Regions from separate parts of the Mus musculus genome. Here region 2 is linked to region 1. A link is a contact called in public Hi-C data. All regions are on one chromosome and are shown on one strand. The core of a region is the stretch at or near the end of the contact, and the rest is flanking DNA. Distances in the headings are between cores, read along the strand shown. Region 1 holds the start of Npc2 (NPC intracellular cholesterol transporter 2). Region 2 holds the start of Pomt2 (protein-O-mannosyltransferase 2).

The links. A called contact is a pair of places that touch in the nucleus more often than the background predicts.
Region 2: a contact with region 1 is called in a Hi-C map of B cells, with 5 read pairs. The contact joins the promoter of Pomt2 here to the promoter of Npc2 in region 1. A contact is called at or near these places in 1 of 39 promoter capture datasets (liver) and 1 of 484 Hi-C or Micro-C datasets (B cells).

The regions. Positions count from the first base shown.
Region 1 is chr12:84,770,542-84,775,597 of GRCm38.p6, reverse strand. It overlaps Npc2 (NPC intracellular cholesterol transporter 2), which reads left to right and starts at 2,486. Exons shown (of 4, transcript NM_023409.4): 1 at 2,486-2,812. The coding sequence starts at 2,731. Isca2 (iron-sulfur cluster assembly 2) reads right to left here and starts at 2,328. Exons shown (of 4, transcript NM_028863.1): 1 at 2,227-2,328; 2 at 1,921-2,023; 3 at 1,690-1,805; 4 at 509-1,055. The coding sequence starts at 2,297. The coding sequence ends at 881.
Region 2 is chr12:87,145,479-87,150,534 of GRCm38.p6, reverse strand. Pomt2 (protein-O-mannosyltransferase 2) reads left to right here and starts at 2,633. Exons shown (of 21, transcript NM_153415.4): 1 at 2,633-3,364. The coding sequence starts at 2,907. Gstz1 (glutathione transferase zeta 1 (maleylacetoacetate isomerase)) reads right to left here and starts at 2,828. Exons shown (of 9, transcript NM_010363.4): 1 at 2,691-2,828. The coding sequence starts at 2,705. Gm6566 (predicted gene 6566) reads left to right here. Exons shown (of 3, transcript NR_136901.1): 3 at 202-1,060.

The DNA.
Region 1 (5,056 bases), core at 1,237-3,736:
CAAGGGACCACAAGAAGAGGAGGAAAAAGAGGAGGAAGAGGAGGGAGAGGAGGAGGGGGAGGAGGAGAAAGAGGGGGAGAAGGAGGAGAAAGAGGGGGAGAAGGAGGAGGAAGAGGAGGAGGGGGAGGAAGAGGAGGAGGGGGGAAGGAGGAGGGGGAGGAAGAGGAGGAGGAGGGGGGGAGGAGGAGAAAGAGGGGGAGGAGGAGGAGGAAGAAGTAGTAGTAGAGGTAGTAGAAGTAGAAGAAACAACAACCCAGGCCTAGTAGTAATATGTCTGCAGTTCCAGCATGAAGAGGCTGAGGCAGGAGAATTGAGAGTCCAAAACTGGAGCTACCTATAAGACCCTGTTGAAAGAAAAAAGAAAGAAGGAAGGAAAAAAGGAAGGAAGGAAGGAAGAAGAAAGAGAGAGACAGCAGAGAATATCTTGTTTGCCTTTCTAACCAATTTTGGCCTCAATTCTGGTATTCAAGCTACCCAAACTGGATCCTGATTGAAAACACGATAAGAACTTAGTTTATAATGATGTTTTATATATAGCTATACACAGATATATAAACAATTCTGAAGGCTAGAGAGGTTAACTCCAAATTTTGGAGTCCTAGAGGTGCTACAAATTATACTGGGTTCCAACCAGTGATTACAGGTGAGGTAACAGCCTTTGGATGTGGCCTTGACATTGTACTGGGGGAGGGGAGAGTATTTCGGCCAAGAGTTAAAAGCTTCACATTCCATAATTTACAGTGGTAGAATAAGACACTTCTGGATTAAATTAAATAAGATGAGAGCCGGACATGATGAGAAAGAAACCTCTAGAATTCTACTATTCTAGGTTGTTCACACTGGTGCAGTGGTGGCAATCTCAGGGTCATCCGTCATTGTGTCAGACTTTGACAGAGAAGGATGACCCACAGGAGCAGCCTTGCTGGGCTTGAGGGTTATTCAACACTTGGAATGAGCTTCGGATCAGTTCTTGGCTGAAGTCCACCTGGGCTCCCTTAACGAAGGCCAAGCTATCAGAGTCAACCACCACTCTTGCCCCACCCTGTTCAAATACCCTGAAAAGACAAGAGGAAAGCATGAATGACAAATACCACAAACACCCACACAACACCCTGAGCCCAGAGGTGTACATCTTGTTCTCCAATGCATGGAACACTGCTTAGGACTTCTAGCTGGGACGGAACGGACTGAAGCAGAAAGATTCAACGTAAAAAAAAACAGAAGGATTATTTAAGGGCTCGGACTGAAACTAGTCCAGCCTTTTTCTTAGGGTGGAACCTTGGTGTATATATATATTTTAAACACTTATTTATTCATTTATTTTATGTGAGTATACCGTTGCTCTCCCCAGACACACCAGAAGAAGGCATCAAATCTCACTACAGATAGTTGTGAGCCACTATGTGGTTGCTGGAAACTGAACTTAGGTCCTGTGAAAGAGCAGCCAGTGCTCTTAACCGCTGAGCCATCTCTCCAGCCCTAGTTCAGCCTTTCTCAACTTGACTACCTAACGGACGCTAAGTCAATGTTCTTCCTTATTTTTAAACAAGAGGACAAATCTTTGCTGTATCCTCACAGAACGGAGAGGGTGGTAGTGTTAAGCAGACTTAGACGCTTGGAAGTTTGGAATAAATTGGGGCCACTTTTATCCTCTGATACAGCCTCTAGCGACCCATCCGTCCTCCTTGCCTGTCGTCGGGGTTAATAACTGTATCCAGTGAAAATTTGTATTGGAATCCGGAGCATCCACCTCCCTCTACTTGCAGCCTGAGGAATTCTGACCCTTCGGTGATTTCCAGAAGCCTCTGAAATTCAGGAAAGAGGATCAAGAATGCCAAGCAAGCGGAGATAACGGGACGGGTGACTAGGAAGTCTTCTAGAGCCCTCCTGGGCACCGCCGCCCCGCGTCCGACCTCCTACCTGGACGCAGCTGTCTGTGAGGCGGATCTGTCCCTCGCCAGCCTCTGGAATGGAAGATGTTGTTTCCCAGCGGGTCAAAAGCCTGGGAAAGACGGCGAGGAGCCTGCGATGTAAAGAAGGGAGACGAACCCGGGAAATGGCACCAGATGACCCTCTATGGACACCTCGTACCCAAATCTGGGGACACTTTCTTCTGAACTGCCAAGCCTTCACCCCACACCCCACCCCGCGTGAGATTTAGCCTCCCATCTATCCTGAAGACGCAGAACCCAACACCCTTCCTAAGTGACGTTCCACCCTCGATACCTTCCCGAGCGCCTAGGAATGACAGCCCTGACCGCCTCGGCAGTTAGGGACAAGGCCCTGGAGGCCGCCATCTTACTCCGCAAGCTCCGCCCCTAGCATGGTCCAAATCCCCGCCTAGCCTGGGCTTCCGGAGGAGGGGAGAAGGGGGCGGGGCTGCATCGAGCCTCCGCCCCCAAGCGTGCCTATTGGGTATAGCGAGATAAGAGGGCTTTGATTGACAGAGAACGCTTCCACTTGCCGAAGTGGGTCGGTACCAATAGAGCGGGGCGAACGCAAAGAGCGAGTTCTCCGTAGGCCCTGCCTGGAAGCGGAAGAGATGGGCGGAGATAAAGGGCGAGCTGCAGGCCAGGCGGCCCCGGAGCCCAGGGCGGGGCGCGGGCGGGCCTTCGCTGGTTACTGCTCACAAGTGGCCTGATCTGGCTCCACCCTCGGTCCGGGACAAGTTTATCTTGTGACTGCTCGGGCTGCTTTTCCTTCCTAGATTGCAGAGCTTTCATATCCACGATGCGTTTTCTGGCCGCCACGATCCTGCTGCTGGCGCTGGTCGCTGCCAGCCAGGCGGAGCCCCTGCACTTCAAGGACTGCGGTGAGCCCTGAGCCCACTCGAGGAGACCCCCGGGGGTGGATTGGGCGGGTTGCTGGAACGTGGAATTGACTAGGTTGGGACCGAAGGTACTAGTCTTGATGAAACTTAACCCCTCCGCACAACTTTGTTTCTCCTTGCATTTCGTGTTTTGGGATAATCTAAAACACTCACAAGGCGAACCGTGTGCTGAAGTTCACTAAAGTTTCTTGGGTGAACATCAAGCGGGCATATATTGCAGCGCTCAAGGGCTTTGAGATTTCAATGGACGGAGGAGGATTGCGAATTTAAGACTAGCCTGGATTTATTGAACCCTGTCTGAAAAAAGTAAACAAATAAAAGCAAAAAATAAAACAATAGGATAGACAGCAGGTCTGCATCCAACACGGATTGAAGGAATAGGCACGGGACTTATTTTGATTTATGCCTTGTATCGTCACTGGCCTTTCTCCCTTTGTTCGTTTGAAGTTTGGTTGGGAGCGGGCTGAGGCAGCCTCACTCTGTAGCCCAGTTTGGCCTTCCAAATCCCTGTCAATCCTGCTCTGGTCTTAGAAGTACCATCCACCTCCCCTCCCCACCCCACCCCCACTAACGAGACAAAAGCTAGTTCTCCTTCTCATAACATTCATTTACAAAGTAGGGTTTCCATTGTTCTAATGAATTTCATGATTCTTGATCCTTGTCTCCTATAAAATTCGTATTTCTAGTGACATCATGTGATGCCTCCCTCCCAACGCTGCCCCTGGACTCTTTATTGGAAAATATAATAGAGGGTAGAAATTCTGAGTTTGTCCAGTCAAGCCTGTACACTTAGTTGTGGGAGCAGTGCAGGGGCCCGGGGTGGAAAAGGCAGCAGTGATGGTCGAAAGACAAACTGATTTTGTAAAATATTTGAGCAGGGGGAAACAGACCATAATGAAGCAGTAAGTTAAAGAGTTATTAGGACTGGAGAGATGGCTTAGTGGTTAAGGGGAACTACTATTCCGGAGGGTTAGAGTTCAATTCCCACATCAGGTTATACCTGCTTATACCCCAACTCTGGGCCTTCTCAGCTACCTACCTGCACTCCCAGGCAGACACACACACACCCCTAACTAAGGAGGTAGAGGTGGGAGTGGGAGGTGGATTAAAGCCTTCTGTAGTCACACTGCTGAGTGAGGAACCAAGCTAAATATGCTTCTTTGTAGCCAGTATCCAGTACTATGGGATGATAGTAAATAATAAATACTCACTGAAAAAGGAAACAAGGGAATTCATATTACCTCTAATATGATATTAAAAGTTCTGTTAAAGCAAAAGCAACGGTGGGCATGTGGAACTGGATTAAATAATAAGGGCCACTGCCTATCAATAGTTCACAGATGCCGTTCACTAAACCTGGAGGCTAGCTCAGAGTGGCTGTTTCTTTGAAGTACCTGTTTTTCCCTTCTGTTAAACTTCTTAAATTTTCATTTTATTTCTCATGTGTGTGTATTCATGTGTACCCAAGCATGTGGTAGCCGGAGTCCAACCTCTCAAGTGTCATCCTCAAGAGCACAGCCCACTTCTTTTGAGACGTAGTAGACCTCCCAGGGTCAGGATTGCGTGTGTGTGTGTGTGTGTGTGTGTGTGTGTGCGTGTGTGTGCGCGCGCGCGCGCGCGTGCGTGTGCGTGCCACCATAAGTGGCGTTTTTATGTGGCTTCTGGGAATTGAACTCAGGTTTTCACTTTATCCACAGTGATATTACCCCCTACTCCTTTATTGAGGACCGAGTCTGGGATGAAGGCACTGTATTCATTTTATTAACTTATTCTTCACCATCTGTTTTACAGAGAAGGAAACTAAAGCACACAGACCAACTTGTCTAAGACCCTACAGCTAATCAGCAGGAGTTGATAAGTTGATAAGTCCCTAGGACTTATAAGGAGTTGATAAGTTGATAGCTGATAAGTCCCTAGGAGCCACTTGGACTGGTTTGTTTTGTTTTGAGACAGGATTTCTCTATGCAACAGAGCCCTAGCTGTCCTAGAACTTGATCTGTGTGGACCAGGCAGCCTCAAACTCAGAGATCTGCCTGCCTCTGCCTCTTGAGAGGTGGGATTAAAGGGGCCCCCTCCTCACTGTCCTGCTGAACTTCATTATTTTGGTGGTAATGGTGGTGGATTTTGTTTGGTTTGAGACACCTTTGTAGACCAGGCTGAACTCACAAAGATTTGCCTGCCTCTACTTTGGCCATGTTCGTGTTCATGTTCATGCCTGGCTTTTTT
Region 2 (5,056 bases), core at 1,384-3,883, 2.4 Mb before region 1:
AAAGAACAATTATCTTTAGCTTTATTTACCTTAAATTTTTAAATTTTGGATGATCATGGTCGCTCGGCTGCAGACAGGCATGCCATGACCTCGCCTGTAATTCAACATGATGTAAAATGGGAAGATGTCTTAACTGGTAAATGGTATGGCCCAGATCCCGTTATTTCGAGATCTAGGGGAGCTGTTTGTGTTTTTCCACAGGATAAAGAACATCCAATTTGGGTACCAGAAAGGCTGACATGAAAATTGCTTATCTTAAAGGAAATTGGTCAGCCAAAGCAGAGCAGAAAGTTGCTCCTCCAGATTGCCAAACTCAACAGCACTCGACCCGACCCTGTCACCCTGGGAGACTTCACCTCCTGGATCACCAATGCCTTCTCCTTTTTAAAGGAGTGGGCAGGAATGTTGGCCTGGGGGACAGTGGTCCTCCTGGGGTGTGTCTTCTGCATCTGGCTATTGTGTCAACTAAAAAGAGAGTATGCTCAACATAAAGCAGTGGTCTACCAAGCTTTGTTGGCAATTGAAGATGGTGCATCTCCCAATATTTGGCTGGCCTCTTTAAAAAATTAAGAGTCCGCCCTAGGTCATTTGGCAGTTGTAGTCACACAGATCCATGGTATCCAGAGACGGGCAACTTTCCTCATGCACAGACCAACCTAAGAGAAGGGGCCTGGAGGCCATCATAGGATAACCCTATGATGGGTAAGGCTGTGATACTAGAGGATCGACCTAAGACAGGAGCCCTGGCCATGGACAGATTTGCCCAGGCCTAGACCAGCCTCATTTCATTAAAGAAAAAAGAGGGAGATGTAGGAAGCCAACTCTAAGATGGCGCAGGCTTTCTGTGTGCCTTTGTGGTAAACAACACCATTGCGCAGGTGCTAGCCTGACCCCTCCTGAGCAGGTACATGCAAATTAGATGCAGGCAGACTGACCAATCCTGGGGGGCCATGGAGCCTTCTCCTGTGCTAGGGTGTATATAAGCAGCCCTCCCTGGGTGCCCTGTCCCGGTAGCAGCATCGAGGTGTTCCTGCAATAAAGGCTGTTGAGAAGAATCTGACCATGTCGTGTCTTCCTTGCTGGCTGAGGTGGGCGCGACACCCCATGGCCCTTCAGCAGGAAACAGAATTTTTTTTTTTTTGGCTTTTTCGAGACAGGGTTTCTCTGTATAGCCCCGGCTGTCCTGGAACTCACTTTGTAGATCAGGCTGGCCTCGAACTCAGAAATCCGCTTGCCTCTACCTCCCGAGTGCTGGGATTAAAGGCATGCATCACCATCACCCAGCTGGAATCTTACCCTACATCTATTATTATTTTTTTTTCTTATATATCATTTTAGTTTCTTTTCCTGCTGCTATGATAAAATGCCCCAACAAAGGCAGTCTAAAGAAGAGTGGTTTATTTTGGCTTATAATTCAAGATGTAGTAAGTCACCTGGGGTGGGGGTGGGGTGGGGTTTGGGGGAAGAGCAGCCTGAAACAGCTGGTAAGTAACCTATGCATCCACAGCATGAAACAGAACAATGCTGTGTGTTGGTGCTTGGCTGACTTCCCCCTTATTATGGGCCCAGCCAGACCCAACCCAGGGAATGGTGTCACTCTCCCACATCAGTTAACCTGATAAAGACAATCCTAACCCTCTCTGCAGAGCATCTGGAGGCTTGTCTCCTATGTGCTTTTAGATAAACAGGGAGAGAAATCACAGCTAAGCACTAACAGCAAACCACCTGGCGATTTTTGCACTTGAACAGCTACTTTTTAATATCAAGTAGAATGTCCGTTTAATTAGCACCGGGAAGGATCATGTTTCCAACTCAAACATGCATTCTGGCGACTTTAAATTTGCAGTTTTTCTGTTGTGGGAGACTCGGCCCATGCTAGGAGCTACGTCAGAGTTGCGTACATCCCTAGCTGTTTTTATACCATTTCTTACATGATTAAAATCCTGAAAAATCACATCTGTATGTGGAAAATCTATATTAACCGGATGCAATGTCCTTTGCATCTAATGTGCCGCCTTCCTACATATCGGCCCTCCTAAGAGACTCAATTTTAAGTCTCTTATAAAACACACTCGCAGCTCCATTCCAGCAATGGCTTAAATACAAATGGCTCTAGGGTGGACTAAAGAAGTTCGACTTAAACCCTGGACGCTCCATATGCCACAGCCTGGAATCCCAGCACTTGGAAGGCGGGGGCGGGAGAGTCAAAGTTCAAAGTCAGGTTGGGCTGCACAGCAAGATCGTTTCTTAGAGCCAAACCGACAAAACTAGAAACCTGAGCAGATACTACAAGTGATTATTAACGTCGTTAAAGAGTCACATCTTTCCCCCTTGCCTTTGGTGCATGCCTGGACCACCAGGTCCCCTGAGAGACATACGAAGGGCGCCGCGAAACTGCAAAGTAGGGAACCATGTTTGAAAGCCCTAGAAGAGGTCTGTCTACCCGAAGCAGGGAAAAGCGCGATTGGACGCCCCTCAAAAGCTTCCAAGTTTAGCCTTCCCGGCCCAATCTACCACCACCATAAGGTTCAGCGGCCAGCGCGCAGGTGTAGAGTGAGCGGGCGCCGAGGTGCACGCCGGGAGTCGTTGTGGCGCCACGCGAAGAAGCGAGCTCTCAGCCCCGCCCCCCCCCACAGCTCTTCTCCGCGTTTCTCAGGAGAGACCCTCATCCCCGGACGTGGGGCACAGACCTTCCCGGCTTGCATCTCGCCCGGTCGGCCGGCCAAGAAAGTCAGCTCTCGGGACTAGAAGATGACTGAGGCCTAGCGGGGTCCAGAGAGCGAAGGTTGGACTAGATGGCCTCCCTCCTTCGGGCTGGCCCCGCCCCCGCCCCCTGAGCTGCTGGGAGTTGTAGTTCATGAGCCGACTCGAGTTTGTCAGTCCTTGGTTTCCCTCCGCCTCCCGCAATGCTCTACGCCTCAGGCCGCCTCTTAGCTGCCCGGGCGGCCACCACACTTTCCGCCCCGCCCAGAGCCCGGGGCCCGGCGCTCCGCGGCAAACGGAGGGAACTACAAATCCCATGGCACCTCGAGACGCCTTCTTATGACCCCTTGACGGGGCAGCGGACAAGACCCGGCGTGCCTCCGGCCCGGAGGGTGATCCTTCGGAAGGGGAGGATGCCGCCGGCCATAGGCGGTGGCCTAGCGGGCTCCGAGCTGCGTCCCCGTAGGGGCCGCTGTGTGCCGCAGGCTGCCAGAGCCGTGAGCCGAGACGTGGTCCCCCAGGCTGCAGCACGGAAACTTAAACGGCCTGCTTGGAGCTCGCGGCGCTTCCAGGCGGCAGGGTGGTGGGCCACGTTGGCTGTGGTGACGCTGCTGTCCTTTGCCACCCGCTTTCACCGGCTGGACCAGCCTGCTCACATCTGGTAAGTGGCGGAAAGGACTTGGCGGGCACCATGGCAACTGAGAGGGAGTGACGCCACCCTCTGATTGGCTTGAGGGCGCGAAGTGGGCGGGATTCATCGGAGGCACGACAGGTCCTTGGCGGTAGAGAAACTCAGTTGTATTTCGAGGGGAGTAGGGGGTGGCTGGGGAAAGCTTTCCGGTGTGTCAAACCTCGGAGAATAGGTTTGCCCTGGTGGGGGTCCCACACTCGGAGTTTGCAGGAGTTGTCCTCATGTCTTCTAGTCACCTGGCTTTAAAATGGTGATACTCAGAGGTTCTTTGAACTTGGCTGAGAAATTAGTAAATTCGTAGAACATAATTTTCCCAAAGCGTGATTTTCAAAGAAAAAGATTCCTATAGAGTAAGGATAGTTTGGGTATCGGGAGATGGCGGCACAGATTCTGAGCAACAGGTCTGGTGTTATCCTGTGAGAATTATTTTCTAGGCCTTACTTTGTATGATACAGATGGTGGCTTGAGGCTTGGTTCAATTCCATTTCCCAAGCTCACAGAGTTACTTGATCTTTAGCTGGAAGGGATGTTTTATCTTCTCTATATCACCAAACAGAAACTTAGCATAGAAGGTGTCACAAGTGGATCTTACTCAAGAGCAAGCAAACACACTGACAGGGCTGCTCCTATAGGAAACTAATAAATTACTGTGAAGCTAATTAATAAATTAGGTGCATTTTATGACTGTTGGGAGCTGTAACTACTGGGTTAAACACAAAGGCGTAATCACAGGAAGGGGAATGAATATCAGCACCTTTAGAGTTAGGTTCTTCCACCCCCTGTCAAATCCTACTATACATGACTGTATCCCAAAGAGATAGGTGTACCCACAGTGGGTTACATAATGGCCAAGGACTAACGAGTTTGGGAAATCTATTTTAACACTCACAAGCCTTAATTAGCTCTGTTCTCATAGGAGACATTGCCATATCTCTTATTGCAAGCACAGCCCTAAGAAATGGCCCAGGTCAAATGCAGTTAGGGCATCCTAGGTACATTCTTGGCACGTGTGGTTGTCCATCATCAGCTGCCACTTGTCTTAGGTGGCCCGTCTGAATCTTATCTGGCTTTGGGGTTAGACTTAGAGGAGAAAGAGAGAATTGTTTTTTGTTTTGTTTTGTTTTTTGAGACAGGGTTTCTCTGTATAGCCCTGGCTATCCTGGAACTCACTTTGCAGACCAGGCTGGCCTCAAACTCAGAAATCCGCCTGCCTCTGCCTCCCAAGTGCTGGGACTAAAGGCGTGCACCACCACTGCCTGGCTGTCCAGGACATTGATGAAGGGCTTTCTCTCCCAATTGGCTTTATTACCCCTCCATCATGCATTGCCTTGGTTTCTGGCAGATGTTTCATGTTAATCCACAACTCTATTAGCTACTCAGATCAGCATGGCTGACAGAGGCAGAAACCACATCTGTTCAGTTTGTCTCATATGATTTAATTACGGCTGCTGTCAATGAAACTCCAAGCAGGGGGGTGATGGGCCCTGGACTCAGCCTCTTACAAATAAGTCCTGATGAGGGGCCAGCAGTATGAATATAGTCTAAGAACAGTCTACCAGTTATGACCTGTGCAAAGCAGTTTCGATTGATTCTGATCTTTGGTATCATTGGCGGTAATTAAAATGCACATCCCATGTCTATTCCTTAAATACTAACACATTA